2 separate regions of the Mus musculus genome follow, and region 1 is linked to region 2. Evidence: chromatin contacts called from public Hi-C data. All regions are on one chromosome and are shown on one strand. The core of a region is the stretch at or near the end of the contact, and the rest is flanking DNA. Distances in the headings are between cores, read along the strand shown. Region 1 overlaps Lnx2 (ligand of numb-protein X 2). Region 2 has its middle 24 kb from the start of Gm34700.

The links. A called contact is a pair of places that touch in the nucleus more often than the background predicts.
Region 1: a Hi-C map of liver shows a contact between it and region 2, with 4 times the contacts expected there. The contact joins two enhancer-like sites. A contact is called at or near these places in 1 of 484 Hi-C or Micro-C datasets (liver), 3 of 115 datasets of contacts at active chromatin or transcription factors (the 230-238 cell line, acute myeloid leukemia and large pre-B cells) and 1 of 9 other capture datasets (embryonic stem cells).

Annotation. Positions count from the first base shown.
Region 1 is chr5:147,053,046-147,058,384 of GRCm38.p6, reverse strand. All of the region lies in intron 1 of Lnx2 (ligand of numb-protein X 2), which reads left to right. Among named protein-coding and RNA genes, the nearest start is that of Lnx2, 21 kb to the left of the region's middle. Within about 2 kb of position 2,399, at least 30 of the 459 cell types and tissues checked have an H3K27ac peak or open chromatin away from gene starts, as enhancers often do. A contact at or near this core is called in liver, where this site is marked.
Region 2 is chr5:146,674,214-146,679,472 of GRCm38.p6, reverse strand. No RefSeq gene overlaps it. Among named protein-coding and RNA genes, the nearest start is that of Gm34700, 24 kb to the left of the region's middle. Within about 2 kb of position 3,307, at least 117 of the 459 cell types and tissues checked have an H3K27ac peak or open chromatin away from gene starts, as enhancers often do. A contact at or near this core is called in liver, where this site is marked.

The sequences.
Region 1 (5,339 bases), core at 1,150-3,649, 380 kb before region 2:
AGTACCACAAAGTTTATATCTAAGTACTTAAAAGTTATAGTAGGGCTGGAAAGATGGTGAAGAGCACTGGCTCTTCTTCCAGAGGACCTAGGTTTGTTTCCCAGAACCCACCTGGCAGCTCACAGCCATCTGTAACTCCAGGTCCAGGGTGTCCGACACCCTCTTCTGGCCTCTGCAGGCACCAGGCACTCCCCAGGGACATAGACACACACGCAGGCAAACATCCACGAATGTAAAACAAACAAGCACAACTTTTAAAGTCCTTAAGGAGCTTTTTAAAGTTTTAAAATTATAATTTCTCTTTTTGCTGTATATTTTATAAGGCTTTATTTATCGTACTTTATTCTTTATAACTATATTCTGTTATTCCTTAACAAAAATATCCAACTCAAAAAGTAACCAAAATATCAGTTGCTCACCTGCAGTTTACACAGTGGCTAAAGTTTAAAAGACTGACAACATCGAATGTTGGCTAAGAATGTGAGCTTATCTTTGGAAATGTAAAACTCTCTGGGGACAGGTCTTATGACTGCTTAGGAGACTAAGCATATGCCCTGTGACTCAACCCTTCCACTTTGAAGTATTCACCCAAGAGAAAGGAAAATATAGGTTCATGGAAGCTCTTGTTCATAATCACCAAAAATGGAAACAGTCCAGTTGTGTTTCTGTAAGGAGCATATTGTCACGGGGAACTCCTAAGCGGCTGGAGGGAACACTGATATATGTCAGAAATAGGCGGATCTCAAACATTCGCAGAGCTGGGAATGCTGGGGGTGTGGTTAATCCCGGTCCTCTGAGTTCAAGTTCAACCTGGCCTGCGTATGAGTTCCAGGCTAGCCAAGGCTACTAAGTGTGACCCTGACTGAAAGAAAAATAACTCAAAAAAACACATGAACAAAAATCTTTGCTGAATAGAAGAACTACTGAAAAGAAAGAATATTCAGTGTTCATGATTACCTTCGAATGGCCACACTCACCTATAAAGAGACACCAGAGACTTCCAGGTTGCTGGAAAAGGTTTGGAAGCTGTGATTTGACAGGGAACTTAAATGACAGTAAAGCGTGGTTGTGGGTGACTCCCCCGGTGGACACATGGGAAACCTGGGGCAGCCTGTCTCAGAGCTCCAGTCAAGGCACCAGACCCTGGCTCCCTAGCTGCCACCTCAGTAACCTGTGCCACCCTCTCTGAAGGTTCAGATCAAGGTAGCTTGCTGTGTGTTGAAATTCCTCACGATAGGCTGTTTGGGAATATTACTGGGCCCATTTTCTCATGAAGGGTTTGTTATTTTCTACTCTTTGACTCTTTGCCTCGCTGATCTTTATCCTCAGCACGTGAACTTGTGCCTGTCTGAGGACTGTTGAGAATCTATCTCTCCTGCTAATTATATAACATTATCAGCTACCTGAGAAGGTGCATCACAGAGCAATGTCGCCTTTCCTTGGGCCGATCATAGTTCCCACCCTGAGGCCGTCAGCCATAGCCTACATCACGTGGCCTCTCCTCCTCTGTATCACCTCCTCCTGTGGCGTGGCTTTCTTTACTGACAGGGAGGAGGGCGAGAACTCTGGGAAGTTTCCCAATTTCAGGTCCCCCGGACATGGACTCAGGGATCAGACTGGCCAGGGTTTGAGTCACTTTCAGCCTGACCTTTAACCTCTCAGCCCTCTCTTCCTCTGTAAAATGATGGTGCTTCTCCAGAGGGCTTGTTCATGGCAGTGATAACATGAAGCGGTGCTTGTGGAGTAGTTGGTAATAGTGAGGGGTTCCTCACGTCACTGGAAGTGGGTTCTGAGTTGCTGGAGAAAGTAGAAAGATGAATGTTTTTAAATGAAAGTGTGTGTGGGGTGTGTGTGTGTGTGTGTGTGTGTGTGTGTGTGAGTGACTGTGCTCCTGGAACAGCACCTGGGAAGTCTCTAGTCTTCTCTGAGGATTTTGACCAGTAGGCTACCACAGAAAGAGTTCGGTATGGTGAAGCCTGGTATTTCAAGTGGTGCTTGGGAAGGAGCCTGGCTCGGTGTCCACTGTTCAACACCTTGCCTCCAGCCACAGTCCTCAGTTTCATTTTTACAGCCTTCTCTCTTCCGTGCTTCTGGGAAAGTTAACATTGGGCCCTGTTTTGGAAGTAACCAAGGTTTAACCCACTAAAGTTTCACGTGCTCCTTGCTACTGAGATTGGTTCAAGTTGTCTTAAACTTAAGACATGTCCCAAGCCAAACTGCAGAGTCAGCAAGCCATGATTCTGGGTATTTGCATATTGTGGAGGCTGAGCAAGGGGCTCTGTACTCTCCCAAAACTACTGCAGCAGCTGCCACCCACAGTTTGACCACACATGTACCCAACTCAGAGGAGGCAGGGCTGTCTGAGTCAGCCACACCTGTCCTATTGGCCACTTTTACTCAGTTTTCTGGCATATGAGGCGGAGTGAGAATCCTACACCCACTTAATCACCAGGCAGTCTGCCGTCTCCTGCATTGCTCAAGACTCCCTCACGCACTAACACTACTGTATGCCTCTGTTTCTCTGCCCAGATGCTCTGCTCCTCTAAGTGGTTAGTCTGGTGGCCAACATTATCCAGTGTTTGAACTATAGCTAGTACCAACTGGACTGTGACATAAACAGAGTAGTGTGGTGTTGGGGAGATGGCTCAGCAGGTAAGAGCACGTGTTTTTACAGAGGGCCTGGGTTCATCCAGGCTTCCATATAGTGGTTTATTACCATCCATAGCCCTGGTTTCAGGGTACCTAACAGGTACTCACATGATGCGCATACATACATGCAGGCAATACATTCATATACATAAGATTAAAAAATTAATAATTCTAGCTAGGTAGTGGTAGCGTACACCTTTAATCCCAGCACTTGGGAGGCACAGGCAGGTGAATCTCTATGAGTTCGAGGCCAGCCTGGTCTACAGAGTGAGTTCCAGAACAGCCAGGGCTGCACAGAGAAACCCTGTCTTAAACAAACAAACAAATCTATAAAAAATTTAAATAAATATTGGATTTCAGGGTCCAAGCATGAAGAAAGTATTATGATAGTTCAGTATTCGTTTTACATGGTGACTACATGGTAACTGATACTTTCGGATTTATTAGATTAAAGTATCGCTACATATTGTAGTGGATACCATCTGTTTCTCCTTAATGTGGCTACTGAAAAATTTAAGTTGTATGTGCCTCACATTATCTTTCTGTTGTGTCACTGACTAATTAAAGTCTCTGTACCAGACTAGTCTCTGTGAGGGCAGGGACTATTTGTTTAGCCAAAGTAACCCTATCTCTTAAGCTTGGTGCCCAGCCTGCAGCATATAATCAACAAATATTTGTTGAATGAGCTGTGAGTGTTCTGGTGGCTTAATCTCTGTACCTGCCATGTACCGTGCTAGTTAACTGATAGGAAGAAACAAGATAAAGTGGTTTTAAGAACATATTCCATGCTATGTGTTCTTCTTCCTGACGTTTCCATGGAAACAGTACCCAAAAGATTGCCAGGATTTCTGTAGTAGTCTTCAGATGGCATTTTCTCTATTTAACCAAATGCATGAAAGTTTAAATGTTTGGATAGGAGGTGTTTCTTGGGTTTGAAGTCCAAATTATAGCACTCTGCTTTGAAAAAAAAAAAAAGGTGTTAAATGCTCACATTCTCCCTATATTTATGGAAATTTTTCTATTAAAATAATTTTCATTGTTTTAATTTTATTGGCTTATGTTAATTATATAATAATTGGTTTTGTTATGATGTTTTATGTGTATATTTAACATATTTTGATGCTCTTCGAGCCCCTTAGCTTGTCACCCCATCCACACCCACACCGATTGGTCCCCTTCCCTGTCAGTTTTCCTCCTACTTGCATGTCTTCTGCTTGTTCGTGACCAATGGGCTTCCTGCAGGCTGCGTCCCTAAGCCCACGCTGGGATACTTACAGGGGCTTGAGCCCACTCTGATATCTGAGGCCCTGAAAATGTCTGACTGGCTCCCATTAACCACTGACTGCCCGTATGTCCTCAAAGAGGAGGGTAGGAACCTGTGAGCCCCCTTTCCCTCCATCCTGAAATATCGAGGGACCCAAGTGTGTAGGGCTTGTCAGATAATCATCACACTGCTGTGGGTTCAAGAGGACGGCACTCCTAGCATGCCCGGATACAGTGTTCCACACCACTCAGCCCTTCCTCGGCTCTTACAGCTTCCTGTAGTGTCCCTGAGGCATGGAGGTTTGGGTGGAAGTCCTGTTTAGAACCATGCTCTGTCCAGTCCGTGGGTTCATTCTGATCAGTTAGCTGTCTCTGCAGTCGCAGCCACCCATTGTAGCTTCTCTGACCCAGACCACAAGTACCACTGGTCTGATTTTTGGCTCTGCAGCGTCTCATCTTTCAGGCCCTTATGGCAGGTGGGTGCTCTTCCAGACCCGCTGCCACCTAGTTCTGAGGCTTCGGACAGAAACAGCTTACGACAGGAACTATGTTGGCTTATGATAGGCGACCCTTCATTTTTCACGGTCAGGGGACAGAGCAGTTTAGATTATGGCAGGCCCAGAGTGTGGCTGAGACTATTCATGTCACAACCAACCAGGAAGCAGAGAACACCCAAAACAAGGACTGCCTACTTCTATTTGATGACTTTATGGCTTCTAGTTTTTCTTTTATCACTGTTTGTAAATACACATTGCCAGTTGACCGTTATATAATTGAATGTTTGTTAGAAACACAAATTCAGATTGCTTTGAGAGTGCTAGGAGAGATCAAGGTCCTGGTTTGTAGCCATTTATGTGTATAACCTGGGGCCACTAACCTGAAAAGACCAGGCGAGAATCTAGATGCTGAGTGGCCGTAGATGATGGGTTTGTTTTAAATGAGGAAACACAGTCTTGCTTTAGGTCTCTGTGGGCAAAGCCTAGGGAGAAAGCCCTAAGCCCGGTTAAAACCTTTCTTTTCAGTCCCTATTGTAGCTCAAAAACTTTGTGCCTCGAGGCAAGTACAAGGGAATGTTTTTAAGAAGATTTTGGAGAAACCGATCCGATTTGAGCTGCTACCCAGCTTTATGCTCATTCAGATTGGTTTTGCTGTCTGACTGCAGAAACCGCTGTTGAATTTTGTGGTTGTCAAAGGGGCCAGAGATAGCTCAACGGTTAAGAGCACTGTCTCCTCTTGACAGAGGACCCAGATTTAATTCCCAGCATCCACATGGTGTCAGGAAGCCATTTGTAACTTCAGTGTGCAATGCTCTTTTCTGGCCTACTAATGGGACGCAGAGATACATGCAGGCAAAGCATGCACACACATATTATTTAAATAAGCAACCTCAATGTCCTTCTGGCATTGTGGCCTTTGTACAAATAGGA
Region 2 (5,259 bases), core at 2,058-4,557:
CATACTTTTTTTTTTTTCTTTTTCTTTTTATTGCCTGAAGCTGAGCGATATGGACCTTGGTTGGAATTAGTAGGCTGAAAGTTCAAGCGATAAATGTTTCTCAGGGGCAGGAGGATCAGTGGGGCCAGCTTGAGGCTTGTCAGGAGGCCCTGGCTGGGGCTGTTCACCTTTTGAACTGGGTGTGGGTGGGTACAGAGCCGGCTCCCTTGACTGGTGGTGTGATTGTGAGCAGCGGGGATGTCTGTCAGACCTCCAGCCTCACCTCGGTGTACCAGGGTGGAGTCATGTTCCTAGAGGAGAGAGTTGCCGGTATTTAGAAGCCTATCACGGGTCTCTAGGCTTCAAAACCTTCCCGGGCGTCATCTTGGAGAAGCCAAAGCAGGTTGACTGACAGGCAGGCTTACGAACCGTACTTTTCTCTTTGCGGGGTTTCAGAAGGAAAACACCCTATCCCTTGGGAGCTACTGCTACTTCAAACATGTGCATTCTGAACTTCTCTTGGGGCCTGCCATTTCTACCCCAAGGTCAGAGGCCACTGGCAGGCTCTGAAACCTCACTTGATGAGCAGAAACTGAAGGTCCCCGTCTTCTCTCAATAAGAGCCAAGAGGTTTTCTGGCTCTCGGGTTTAATTAAGTCCCGGGTCTGGTCCTCCTGGACCTTGCAAGAGACAGATGAGGCAGACCATGGCTTGGTGTATAGGACATATGACAGACAGCCACTGTCCACTGGTTTAGGGTGTGACATCATGTAAATATATGGACACGTTGTGTAGGCTCTGGGCGACATGCTTGCAGATAGTGTGGTCATGGACTAGACCGGCTTCTCTCCACACCTCCCCGTGCTCCAGCAGCCCAAGGGAAAGCCTGGGGCTGGGGCTGAGGCTGACTGTAACATGCCTTAAGTGGCTTATGCTAATAAATCCAACTCTCACGAAGTGCAAACAACGGATTGTTGTGCCGGCTATTAGATCTTTACTACTCTCTAAACTCTCCAATAAAGCAAGCGCTTTATTCCTTTCAAATAATATTCCGCCCATTGCTTCCTAAAGATTAACAATTGAAAGAGGTGTCAGCAGGCCTCACTCTTTAAATTAAGTATAATAGGCCTTTTATAGCACAGCATAAAGATATCAAAGGGGAAAAGCTGTAATCGAGAAAGGACCGCTAGGTCTCTCTTTATCTGTCACCATAGCTTCAGCCTGACATTTGCGAGCCAAGCACAAAAAAAAAAAAAAAAAAAAAAAAAAAAAGACCAGCAGACCCCAGGAAGCTGGAAACGTCTAGATTAGCTGTAGAGCTAATTGCAGGCAGGCACAGTAAAGCTATGATTTAATTAACTAATGGTGTTGTAAGCAGAAGGTGTGTGGGCCATTCTTCCCTGTGCTTTGTTTGAGCAGAAGCCTGGATATGCCCTAGACAGGCAAGGAGCATTTGCCTTGGTGTCCCCCTGCCCCTGGCTGTACTTCTGTCTGGGATGTTTCTATAGAGTGAGCAGTTTATCAGTTAATTTCTTTTATATGTATGGGTGTTTAACCTATATGTATGTCTCTGAGCTATTTGTGTGCCTGGTATCTGAGGAGACCAGACGAGGCCGTCAGATCCCCTGGAACTAGAGTTGTAGACAGTTGTGAGCTGCTGTGTGGGTGCCAGGACTCGAACCCGGGTCCTTTGGAATTGCAGCTGGCGCTCTAACCACTGTGCAATCTCACCAGTTCCTTCATTTGAGTAGTTCCAACTGAGTCTGTAAACACCTCCTCTTTGGTTGTTTGCTCTACTGCCCATGCGTGTTTTAAGAATGTAGATGTCTGGCTGGAGAGATGGCTCAGCAGTTAAGAGCACTGACTGCTCTCCTAGAGGTCCTGAGTTCAATTCCCAGCAACCACATGGTGGCTCACAACCATCTGTAATGGGATCCGATGCCCTCTTGTGACATCTCTGTAGAGAGCAACAGTGTACTGATACATAAAAAAAATTAAATAAATCCTTAAAAACACCACCACCACCACCAACAACAACAGAATGTAGATGCCGGTCCGCTGTGCAATCACATGTATGAGACATGCAATGCTGGTCTCGCATGGACTTCTCACTCTGCTACTGAAGGACTTGCGTCCCCATCCGTTCTGTCCGTATTTGCATGCCAGCTGGGCTGTCAACTCGACTCCTGGCAAAGGGGGCGTTCTGGGTCAGGAGTCTGTTGCCAGCTCTGAATTCTTTCCAAGGAAGGTTAAAATCCCTCTAGGGTATAATGCAGTCCCCCAAAGCCCTCTTAGCTTCTTTGGGGGCCCAAGGAGGACAAAGAATCTGGGGGAAGGGTGAAATCAGTGGATGGTTCTGGGGCTTAGGAATGGGGGTGGGGTGGGGTGGGTGGGGTGGAGTGGGGGCCTGAACCCATTCAGCCCCTGAGGGCAGTAGGTGACAGGGTTGTAGAAGGTCACTGCTATTAGAGAGGACTCTGGGAATGTCAAGCTGCTGCAATCACCCTCAGGAGGTCACTGCTGAGTTTGAGTCAGACTCTGTGGGATGAGAGGGTCCCTTTTAAGAGCCACTATTTAAATTTAAATTTTACTCTATGTCTTACCCAGAGCCACAGGATCTCAACCATGTGGACCCATGAAAGGAAACCACTTCTTTCTAACATAATAAAATACTGCTTTAACTGAGATACCATAAAACAGGACCACGTTGGCCGTCATCATGCATGCGGTTCGGCGGCATTGAGTCCCTTCTAGTCCTTGCGCAACCCCCACCATCTGCCTCCACGGCTTTTCATCATGCAGAACCGAAACTGGAGCAGATTTCATTAAACATTAACTTCCTCCACCCACCGCGGCCAGCTCCTGGCAGCCAACACCCCAGTCTTCCTTTCTAAGTCTGACCTCATGTATGTAACATCATACAGGAATTCTCTTCTCGGGTCTGGCTTATTTCATCAAGTCATTCAGAGTAGCCAAGTGTCCCCTGGCTTTAGCCACTCCGTCACATGTGCCAGGTTTTATTCCTTTTCAGTCTGAGTACTATTCCATTGGGTGCCGAGGCCGCGGTCTCCTCATGCTGGGGGACACATGGCTACTCTGAATGACTTGATGATGAACACAGGTGAACCAGAGACCTACTTGCAAGGAATACCTTCCAGGACCACCCTCTCCAGCTCCCCCCCCCCCCAGCCCCACTCTCCCAAGGATTTCTGAAACGGCAGGGTTCTTGGACACTATCCAAGATAGAGATGCTCTGTACAAGGACAGTCAATCGGATAACTGAGTTAGCTCCTAGGTAACTAGAAAACAGGTAGCATGTACCGTGTGGATACACTACACAAAAGCATGACCAACCCCGGGCTGGGAGGAGCGGAATGACAAAGGCCACTGTGCCACTTCTTGGAATGAGGCACTGTTTAGAACTTGTGAAATGCTCATTTCTGGATTTTTTTTTTTCCATTTAGTTTTCAACCCAACCACAGGCAGGTTGAAACTGTAGAAAGAGAATTATGGGTAAGAGCTTCCTCCAACTGCAAAGGAACTAGATGACTTTAAAGATTCCCCCAAGAGGTCCCAGCAAGTTGAGAATGGCTGAAGTTAATTGCTTTTGAGCACATATTATGCACCACTGACTACCTGATGGGCGTTTGCTCTGTGGCTCCTCACAGCTCGTGAAGTGGGACCCACCGCCATTCTTGGATTCAGAAATCAGACACAAGAGAGAGCCTCTGGAGCCACGGTCCAATTGTAGGTGGAGCTCAGGCCTCTGTCCCCAGCGCTATGCTATTCTGTCCGCCTCTCGCCATGGCTCCTGGCAGCACTTCCACTTCAAGGGAAAGGCCCTTGAAACACAGCTTAGAGACATCAGAATGCAATCTTCAATTTCACCCTGGAAAGAATTTTTTTTTTCCTGCACACCAAATATTTAGTAAGGAGGTTTAATAAATAAAGGTTGTTTATTTTATGTGATCATAGTTATTTTTATTTTAACTTGCAGCTTCATGGTTATTTTATAATAAGTTATCAGCCTGTGTGTTTCCTGAGGTTCAGTAATGCGGAAGCTGTTTCGTGGGACTAAGGCCGTGTGTTACCCGCGACAATACTGCCATCCTGTGGCGGGATGGAACACTGCAGCTTTGTTAACTATCCAATCCTGCAAGGGCAGGTGAAGAAAAGGTCAGGGTTGTATTCAAACGGGGATGGGGGTGGGGGTGGGGGTTGGGGTGGAGGGTGGGGGTGGGTGCCCTCTCCTGCTTGAGGCCACAGTCAGACCATGTCCTCAGTTTGTCAGAGTCCAGGACACACACAGTTCCTGTTCCCTTTGACTCTCGGAGACTCCTGCTCAGACGGGAGTTGTGGCGGGAGACTCAGGGCGCTGGTGGGAGGGTAATGGCAACCCCACCTGCAACCACAGGGACCAAGAATCCAAACGTGGTGTGCATCTCACCCTGTCCTTACTTTTAAGAGGTTTCTATTAACCAGAATTTTCCTTCCTTTCCTCTCTCATCATCCCCCCACGTCGCCTTCTCCCCTCCCAAAAAGGTTGGGGGAGTGTGTGTGGGCGGGGATGCATTGGGAAGTGACCAGATCAGACCTAATTGCCAGCAAACAAGCTCAGGTATATAGGAGCAGCTCTTGGGCAACGCCGAGGACAGAGAAGTCAGGTGGGGAACCCTGGATGTGTCAGGAATGAGCTGGCTTTTCGCCATATAAGGTCCTGGTTCAAGTGCTTGGTAGTTGTTCAACTCGGGGCTGGCGCCGTCCGGAACTCAGTTTTGGTGCCATCTGGGTAAGGGGGGGCTTGACAATTCGGGCAGGGCTGTAGAGAGGGGCTTTCTGGCCCACACCATGCTGGTCTTTGGTGATGGCTCGTGTTTGCTGTCAGTAAACCATGCATTATGGGCACCAGGAGGAGGGTGTTTGAATTAATTTAAATGTATGACTGTTTTGCCCGAACATATGTATGGGAACCATATGTATGTCTTGTGCCTGCAGAGGCCAGAACGACCATTGAATCCCCTAGAACTGGAGTTACAGATGGTTGTGAGCTGTCATGTGGGTGCCAGGAATTGAACTTGGGTCCTCTGCAGGAGAAACCAGTGCTCTTAACCACGGAGCCATCTCTGCAGCCCTGTGTAAATGTTCTAAAAGATGAGATCTTTTAGGTCACAGTAGTTACTGTCGGCTGGGCCAAGGTGACCTGGATATGTCTAGCTTGGATTCTGTGGAGGTCATGAACTCAGGGCAACTAGCTACACAGCCAGTGTTCTGTGACTGTGTC